Regions from separate parts of the Mus musculus genome. Here all the other regions are linked to region 2. A link is a contact called in public Hi-C data. All regions are on one chromosome and are shown on one strand. Each heading gives the region's core, a stretch centred on a gene start, on an enhancer-like site or on the middle of the called end of the contact. The rest is flanking DNA. Distances are from core to core; before and after follow the strand shown.

What was found. A called contact is a pair of places that touch in the nucleus more often than the background predicts.
Region 1: a contact with region 2 is called in a Hi-C map of bone marrow-derived macrophages, with 24 read pairs. The contact joins two enhancer-like sites. A contact is called at or near these places in 2 of 484 Hi-C or Micro-C datasets (bone marrow-derived macrophages and cerebral cortex).
Region 3: a contact with region 2 is called in a Hi-C map of bone marrow-derived macrophages, with 20 read pairs. The contact joins two enhancer-like sites. A contact is called at or near these places in 2 of 484 Hi-C or Micro-C datasets (bone marrow-derived macrophages and cerebral cortex).

What each region holds. Positions count from the first base shown.
Region 1 is chr15:68,085,279-68,087,978 of GRCm38.p6, forward strand. The region is part of intron 15 of Zfat (zinc finger and AT hook domain containing); the gene reads right to left. Among named protein-coding and RNA genes, the nearest start is that of Zfat, 170 kb to the right of the region's middle. Within about 2 kb of position 1,358, at least 28 of the 459 cell types and tissues checked have an H3K27ac peak or open chromatin away from gene starts, as enhancers often do. A contact at or near this core is called in bone marrow-derived macrophages, where this site is marked.
Region 2 is chr15:67,675,843-67,678,542 of GRCm38.p6, forward strand. No RefSeq gene overlaps it. Among named protein-coding and RNA genes, the nearest start is that of 1700012I11Rik, 450 kb to the left of the region's middle. Within about 2 kb of position 1,434, at least 1 of the 459 cell types and tissues checked has an H3K27ac peak or open chromatin away from gene starts, as enhancers often do. A contact at or near this core is called in bone marrow-derived macrophages, where this site is marked.
Region 3 is chr15:68,065,394-68,068,093 of GRCm38.p6, forward strand. No RefSeq gene overlaps it. Among named protein-coding and RNA genes, the nearest start is that of Zfat, 190 kb to the right of the region's middle. Within about 2 kb of position 1,283, at least 5 of the 459 cell types and tissues checked have an H3K27ac peak or open chromatin away from gene starts, as enhancers often do. A contact at or near this core is called in bone marrow-derived macrophages, where this site is marked.

The DNA of each region.
Region 1 (2,700 bases), core at 108-2,607, 410 kb after region 2:
TCCACTGGTCCCTAGGAGATTTGGAGTAGCTATCCTTTCAGGGCCTGAGTGACAAGGGTGACATTCTCTGGGATGCACTGAGCAGGTATGAATGTCAGTTCCAGCACTTCCAGGAAGCCTGGGCAAGATGCTCTACAATCTTTGGCTTGCCCAAAGTAAAAGAAGGACCAGCATACCTACCTTAGAAAGACTAAGTAGGGAAGGTTCAGCTCATAGAGACTGTGGGGGGAGAGATTAGAGGGGGAGACAGCTGTGGGTGCAATCTGGGCATCTTGATGTTAGATGCTAAAAGAAGATTATGACAGAGAGAATTCAGTAGCTGTAAAGCTATTCTGAGAGAAAACTGCTAACTTATCTAGCCATTTCTGTATGTATAAACCAAGACAACCCAAGACATTTATTTCCTTTTACTATTTATTTCCATTTCATTTATCTGCAAAAATGCACCAAAACCAAGGCTGTGGAGGTAAATATTAATTTCTTTCGTTGAAAGACAGTACCTAACGGGAGAATAGGATGCTGCAAACCTCCTCCCTCACCTGATAGCAAACTATGAGGAGGAAGGAAGGAGGGTGGGTGATAAACATTGAGGTCCTCAGGAAACATGTCCACAAACTACAGTGCATGCCAGGTAAGTGTGGTGGTACCATGTGGTGAGCAGAAGGAGAGAGCCACAATGAGCTCATGTGATATACCCGGCTGTACTCAGTATGGCAGGGTGAAGGCTGCAGGGAAGGGCAGATGAGGTTTAAAGCGATGTTTGCAATGAGCTCTTCAGATCTAAGTGCCTTAGCAGCTCACACACAGACCAAGCCTTTATTTCATAAAGCAAGGCAGACATTTCTGAGAAGTCCAGGCCTCCGCCCATCTACGCTCGCTCTCTTACCATCCTGCTGAACATTTCTATTTTGTCTGCTACCTTTTCTAGGTGCTGAAGTCCATTTAAGAGAACCCTTTTCCCATTTGTTTTTTGTCTTTAATATCTAGCCCCAGGTTGGTCTTGTCACCAAAACCTGTACTACATTCGTCTGTCTATTGATTCTTATGCATGGAACATCACAATGGATCATCAGGAAAGGTGACAGACGATGCTAGCTGTGCATTTCACTGAAGTCCTAGCATAAGCACGTGTTAGGTTAAGCAGGTCAAGCTAACTTGGTGCTCCCCAAGTCCACCTTCTCCACATACTTAGGAGCTCCACAGTGAGGATGAGCCAGAGGCAAGGAGCTGCTTTACAGAGGGGCTTATGAGCCTTTGGGATATGTGCGCTCCTCAAGCATTCTAAGTGTGACCTGCTCATTCTGCTTTTCTGCCATTTCTGTAGGCATGCACTGCCTACCCTGCTCCCACAGAAGTCAACAGCTGTTTCCTGCTGTGGTTACTGAACACTCCCTCAAGCCTCACTCCAGTTCCTCATACATACTACCTGTTCCCTCTTCACAAATGGCATCGTGAAGCCCCTAGGGTCCAGTGACTCAACTAAGGTCAAGCAGCTCACAAAGAGCAAACGCTGGACCCGGTGTGCATGAGTGGAACCTAGAGCTCGTTCTTCCTCAGCTGGCGAGCGTGGCAGTGACTAACGATATCACATGCCCCAGATTGATAGGGTAGAATTATTGCTCTTTAGCCATCCGAGGCAGACAAAGGTTAGCTTGTACAGCTCTAACCATTCTCTTTGTTCAAAATGATCACTCCAGCAGTTTAATCTATTAGCACAGGCTTAAAATTGTTCTCTGTCGCAGAAATAATATGGCTTTCACAGTGTCATTACCCCCTGAGATGGATATTCTATGTCTCCCAATGCTGCATCTAACATGTCTGTCAGCTAAATTATTAGCAGCACAGAGAGTCTAATAGAAAACCTTAATCCATGGGACTGCATAAATTATTCACAACATCAGGTCCTATGTTCAGTACTTCTGCTCACCTCAGATGTTCCAGAATGATGCTAGTGACCTATCCTTGGCAGATCTATTGCTGCTGGAGAGCAGCTTCCTGTGGAGACCCTGTCTCTTTCTTCACCTTCATCTCATGGTCCGCTCTGCAGCATGGATGGATATTTTGATATGTCATGTCATCTGGGATCTTCCAATCACTCCACTCGTTCCATATTCCTCACCTCTCCTTCCTTCTCACCCTTCTTCAGCTTCCTCTCCACTGTCTATATAAAATCCATCCCCACAAGCTTAAATCCTCTCCTTCCCAACTTTCAAGAAAGTCTCAGATATTGCTCTTGCTCACAGACCCTCAAGGAAGATGCAGCCTGCGTCACTCCCCAGGCCTTTATGACCCCAAATTGGTTTTGTGTTACAGTCCACCTCTAAGTTCTCTAAGCAGACTTATAGCATCTGGGGAGAACAGCAATACTTGGTGTGCAGATAAGCATCAGTGTTTATTTACCCTAGCCATCACTCCCCACAGCATCTGAAGGATCTTAGCACCCAAGTCTCAGGGAGTGTGGGGCTCAGGAAAGATGGAAAGCTGTCTGCAAGGTACTACACTTAACACAGCCATGGATGGCCAAGCAGAGGATAAGGCCACACCCAGGTTCCTGTGCTTCTGGTGGACATGAGCTTCAGGTAATTAATTACTCCAACCCAAAACTGAGCCAAAAGGGCAGCAGGTGGTTGGACCACCACACAGCCTCTCCCCTAGTCTCTTATCAGTTTCTTGGGCTGGATCTCATTTTATTATCTCTTT
Region 2 (2,700 bases), core at 184-2,683:
TTTAGATGTAGGGATGGTGAAGATATTTTCCTCTTTTTTAGGCTGCCATTTTGTCGTTTTCATGATGTCCTTTGACTTTACAGAAGCTTTTTAGTTTCATGAGATTCCATTTTTTTAATTGTTGATCGTAGTATCTGAGCTGTTGCTGTTGTGTTCAGAAAGTTGTCTCCTATGCCAATATGTTGATGTTCATTCCCCACTTTCACTTCTATCAGATTTAGTGCATCTAGTTTTATGTTGATATTTTTGACCCACTTGGACTTGAGTTTTGTGCAGTGTGATAGATATGGATCTATTTCCATTCTTCTACATGCAGACATTCAGTTAAGTTAGACCAGCACGATTTGTTGAAGATGCTTTCTTTTTATCATTGTATAATTTGCCTTCTTTGTCAAAAATAAATTGCCCACAGGTGAATGGGTTTACTTCTGGGTCTTCAATTTGATTCTGTTGTTCAACTTGTTGGCTTTTGTGACAATGCAATGCAATTTTTATTATTATTGCTCTATAGTACAGCTTTAAATCAGGAATAGTGATACCTCTAGAAGTTCTTTCATTGTACAGGATTTTTTTAGTGATCCTGGATTACTTTTTTCCATATTAAGGTTAAAATTTCTCTTTCAAGGTCTTTAGAGAATTGTGCTAAAATTTTAATGAAAGTTGAATTGAATCTTTAAATTGTTTTTGGAAAGATGCCCATTTTTACTATGCTAATTCTAATGATCCATGAGCATTGCATTTCCATCTTCTGATATCTTCTTCAATTTCTTTCTTCAGAGGCTTGAAGATCTTGTCATACATGTCTTAACACATGGTTAGAGTTATACCAAGATTTTATGATTTCTTTATCAGACAGTTTATCATTTGTATATAGAAGGGCTACTGACTTCTTTGAGGTAATTTTGTATCCAGCCACTTTGCTGAAGGTGTTTATCAGCTGCAGAAGTTCTCCAGTAAAATTCTTGGGAATTTATATAGTATACACTGCCATATTATCTGTGAATAGTGATACATTGACTTTGTTCTTTGCAATTTATATCCTCCCGATCTCCTTTAGTTTTCTTATCATTCTAGCTAAAACTTCAAGTACTGTATTGAATAGATACAGAGAGAAAAGACAACAATTTTAGTGGAATTGCTTTAAGTTTCTCTTCATCCAATTTGATGCTGACCATTGGCTTGTTATATATTGCCTTTATTGTGTTTAAGTATGTGTCTTGTATCATGGAGTGCTGGATTTTGTCAAAAGCTTTTTCAGTATCTAGTAAGAGAAGCATGTGCGTTTTTTCTTTCAGTTTGCTTATATAGTAGAATATGTTGATGCATTTTCAATTAATGTTTGAAGTAAGAATGCCTTGATCACTCCTGGGCAGGCTGTCTTGGGTGGTGTCAGGAAATAGGCTGAGCAAACCATGGTGAGCAAGCCTGTAAGCAACATTCTTCCTTGGCCTGTGCTGTAGTTTCTTCTTCTGTGTTCTGCCTTTCCTGGAAAACATGTTAGCCAAATAAACCCTTGTTCCCCAAGCTGCTCCTCAAGTCATACTATTTTATCAAGGCAATAGAAACTTAACTAAAATACTTTGCAAAAGCCTAAATCCTAAACACTGATGCATTGAGACTTTCAATACATTAGCCACACTGTGGCAGAGGTTGGGGTACTTCTATGAATTTAACAACTAGAGCCTAGGAAGGATACATGAAAGGGAAGTGGTTACAAAAGGAAGAAGTGCTTTGAAAAATTCATTCACCCAGTGCCAAAAGAATTATCATTAGTCACAGGGCTGTGACATACAGCAAACTCTGAAATACAATAAAAAAGAATAGCAGCAAAAGGGGGGTGGGATCTCATGTATATAAAATGATCAATGAGAATGTTATATATGCCACTCATATGACCTAACAATGGAAGTTCCCTTTCTTTATGCAAAGCATAGCTGGGTCTGGATGAGATTATTCTGCGGTTTGAATTTGATACAACTGTGGAACTGAGGAATGTATAGACTTAAAATCAAGGTAGAGTTTCACCACTGTCTACTTATTAGATAATGGACTAGTTTCTATATCTAACTAGTTATCAGTTTTATATATTACAGCATGGAAAAAATATGTACATCATTTTCATCATGATATTCTCTATTTGAAGTAATGTATTAGAAGGATGCTTGCTAAGACAAGTGCATTTTAAGTACTATTTTTATTAGATATTTTCTTTATTTATATTTCAAATGTTATCCCTTGCCTGGTTTCCCCTCTGAAAACCTCCTATCCCATCCTCCCTTCCCCTGCTCACCAACTCACCCACTCCTACTTCCCTGTCCTGGCATTCCCCTACACTTGGGCATTTAGCCTTCTCAGGACCAAGGACCTCTCCTCCCATTGATGTCCAACAAGGCCATCTTCTGCTACATATGCAGCTGGAGCCATGGATCCCTCCATTTATACTCTTTGGATGGTGGTTTAGTCCCTGGGAGCTCTGGGGTTACTAGTTGGTTCATATTGTTGTTCCTTCAATGGGGCTGAAAGTTCCTTCAGCTCCTTCAGTCCTTTCTCTAGCTCCTCCATTGGAGATGTTTTGCTCAGTCCAGTGGTTGGCTGAGAGCATCCATCTCTGTATTTGTCAGGCACTGGCAGAGCCTATCCGGAGACAGCTATATCAGGCTGTCAGAAAGCACTTGTTAGCATACATAATAGTGTCTGGGC
Region 3 (2,700 bases), core at 33-2,532, 390 kb after region 2:
ACAATAACATCTGAGTAGAGTGAACCTGAAGATGACAAGGAGATACTGCTGTAAGGAACTGGGGGGAAAACGCATTCTAAGAATTTAGGAAGGAGTTGGAGAGGATTGCAGAAACAGGAATATGACAAAGATGATTGAACATCTCTGAGCAATATGAAATGAGACAGAAGAAGAGAGTAGGTTGGATACCCCAAGTCAGTAGAGAAGTATAGATTTGATCATAAGCTTCATGGGAAACTTTCAAATGGTTTTAAGCAGAGAAGTGATTTTTTTTAAAGATGGCTCTGGTGCTGCTAGAGGTTGTGTTTGAAGGACCCATAGTAGAAGGAGAAAAATCTAAAGAGTTTCTGTAATCATCTGGGAAGAGGTAAGGCTGGCATGTACGAAGGCCGTGGAGGTGATGGCCAGTGGATATAATTTGAGCTGCAATCTGAAGCACTGTCCATCCTAAGTGCTGAGATACCCTAGAAGCCATGCTCCTCAGGCCACAGCTTCTCAAGTCATTGACAGTCACTTATAAGGAAACCAGAAGGCCACCCCACTACCTAGAAGCATGGTCTGTAGACTTCTGGGCTCCCTGCCACTTCTGGGTGGAATTTTCTGGAATCTGAGTTGAAGCACTGGAATAACTTTGCATCATACACTGGATTTGCCTCCACACAGAATCCAGAAGTAGTAGAGAAGAACTGCTCATGAAACCATGTGTCAAGTGCACGCCTTGCTTGAAATTCTTTCCCTCCCCTTGGGGCCTTGACCTCTTGTATGGGTATCTTCTTCTTCTATGTCCTTTCCCCATTTTGAAGAGAAAATTCTCCTCATGTTTTATGCAACATCCTTATTTAAAAGATAATGTGTTCTGGGTCCATGTGGGTTTGTTATTACATTCATTATTTGGCAAAATGGTTTTAGATTTTAGACTGATTGATCCCAACTGACTTGATTGGCTCAAATTCCAAAAGGCCTGCTATTGCTCTGAGTTGAAGATGGGCTGAGTTATGCTTTGGATACAAAATGCTCCCCACAGACTCATGTGTTTGAATAAGTTGGCCCCCAGATGGCAGTCCTATTTTTAGATTTTGTGGACCCTTTAGAAGGTACCCAGATTGAAGAAGGATGCCAAGGTACAGACATTAATGGTTATAGCCAAATCCTTCATCCAGCCCAGTTTCTATCTGGTTTTCAACCCCCCAGATACAAGTGAACAGCCTGACCTTCCCATAGCTGCAGACCCAGCCAGTTCAGTTCATGAGATTATGAACCAAAAAAGCCACTTCCTCTCTTGGGCTTCTTTTTAATGGGCATTGTGGCACAGCAATGACATAAGTAACTGATACAGACTCAAAGTAGAGCATCAGAGATACCTCATGTGATCTTCAATTGCAGGCATCAACCCTCATTCCCTTCTCCCCAAAGTGACAATCAGTATTGTATCAGTAGTGATTATTTCTACCTATGACCTCTGCAGCCCATCTAAGGCAACAGTGTGGCAAACATGGTTGGCTACTGAAATGGTTTGAATATGTTTGGCCCATGGGAAGTGGCACTATTAGGAAGTGTGGCCTTGTTGGAGTGAGTGTGGTCTTGTTGGAGTGGGTGTGGTCTTGTTGGAGGAAGTCATTGCTGTGGAGTTGGGCTTTGAGATCCTATGCCCAGGCTCCATCCAATGTGTGGAAGTTTCTCTCTCTCTCTCTCTCTCTCTCTCTCTCTCTCTCTCTCTCTCTCTCTCTCTCTCTCTCTCTCTCCTGCCTGGGTACATTTAGATCAAGATGTAGAATTCTCCACTCAGTCCACTTTAAGTCTGCCTGGATGCTGCCATGATTCCCACCATGATGATAATGGGTTAAACTGCTAAAACTGTAAGCCAGCCTCAATTAAATGTTTTCCTTTATAAGAATTGGCTTGGTCATAGTGTCTCTTCACAGCAATGAAACCCTAAGACAGTTACCTCCATGGTACCTGGGCAGTCTGATTGTTGGAAGAGGTTGTTTGTGATAATGAGCTCAAGCCTGGTCAACAGAACATCACCTTCACAGTAACTGGTTGAGCATAATTAAACAGAAAGATAAGCCAGTCAAGAGTCTTCCAGAAAGATTTTCTTCACTGATAAAAAAGTTGTCAGTTAGTAAGAACTTCCTTTTCTTTCTACTGGGCATGATGGATGCTTGGATCTGGGTGTCCTGTCAAGGCCATGACTAGCTAGCTAAGTGATCAAAAGAACAAAGGACAAAATAAAAGAACCAAATGAACTGACACTGGGCCACTCTAGGTCCAGGCTTCTTTCCTTATACGAGAAAAGAATGGTCTCTTTTCTACAGTAGATTTTGCACCCTGTCTTTTGCAACCCCTATTTTTTTTCAGAGCTATCCCTGCCAATATACAACTTATTCCCAACCTAAGTTGTCTCCATCAGGAAGCAGACCAATGATGGTGCTGGATAAGATTGGAGACGGAACCAGAGCAGAAAGGGGGCTTATACCGGAGTTATGGGGCCCCTACAAAGGATGCAGGAGAGGATAGGAGGGGGAGAATTCCATACATAGACATGCGGCTGGGGAAGACATCATCACCAGTGTCAGGATAGCAATAGGTAGGATACAAATGGGATTATCAACAAAGAGAATTTAGGGCATGGGGAAACCCCAAGAAAGTGCGATGGATGGAGACTGGCAACAGAATGTATAATTACTACTTTAAAACCCA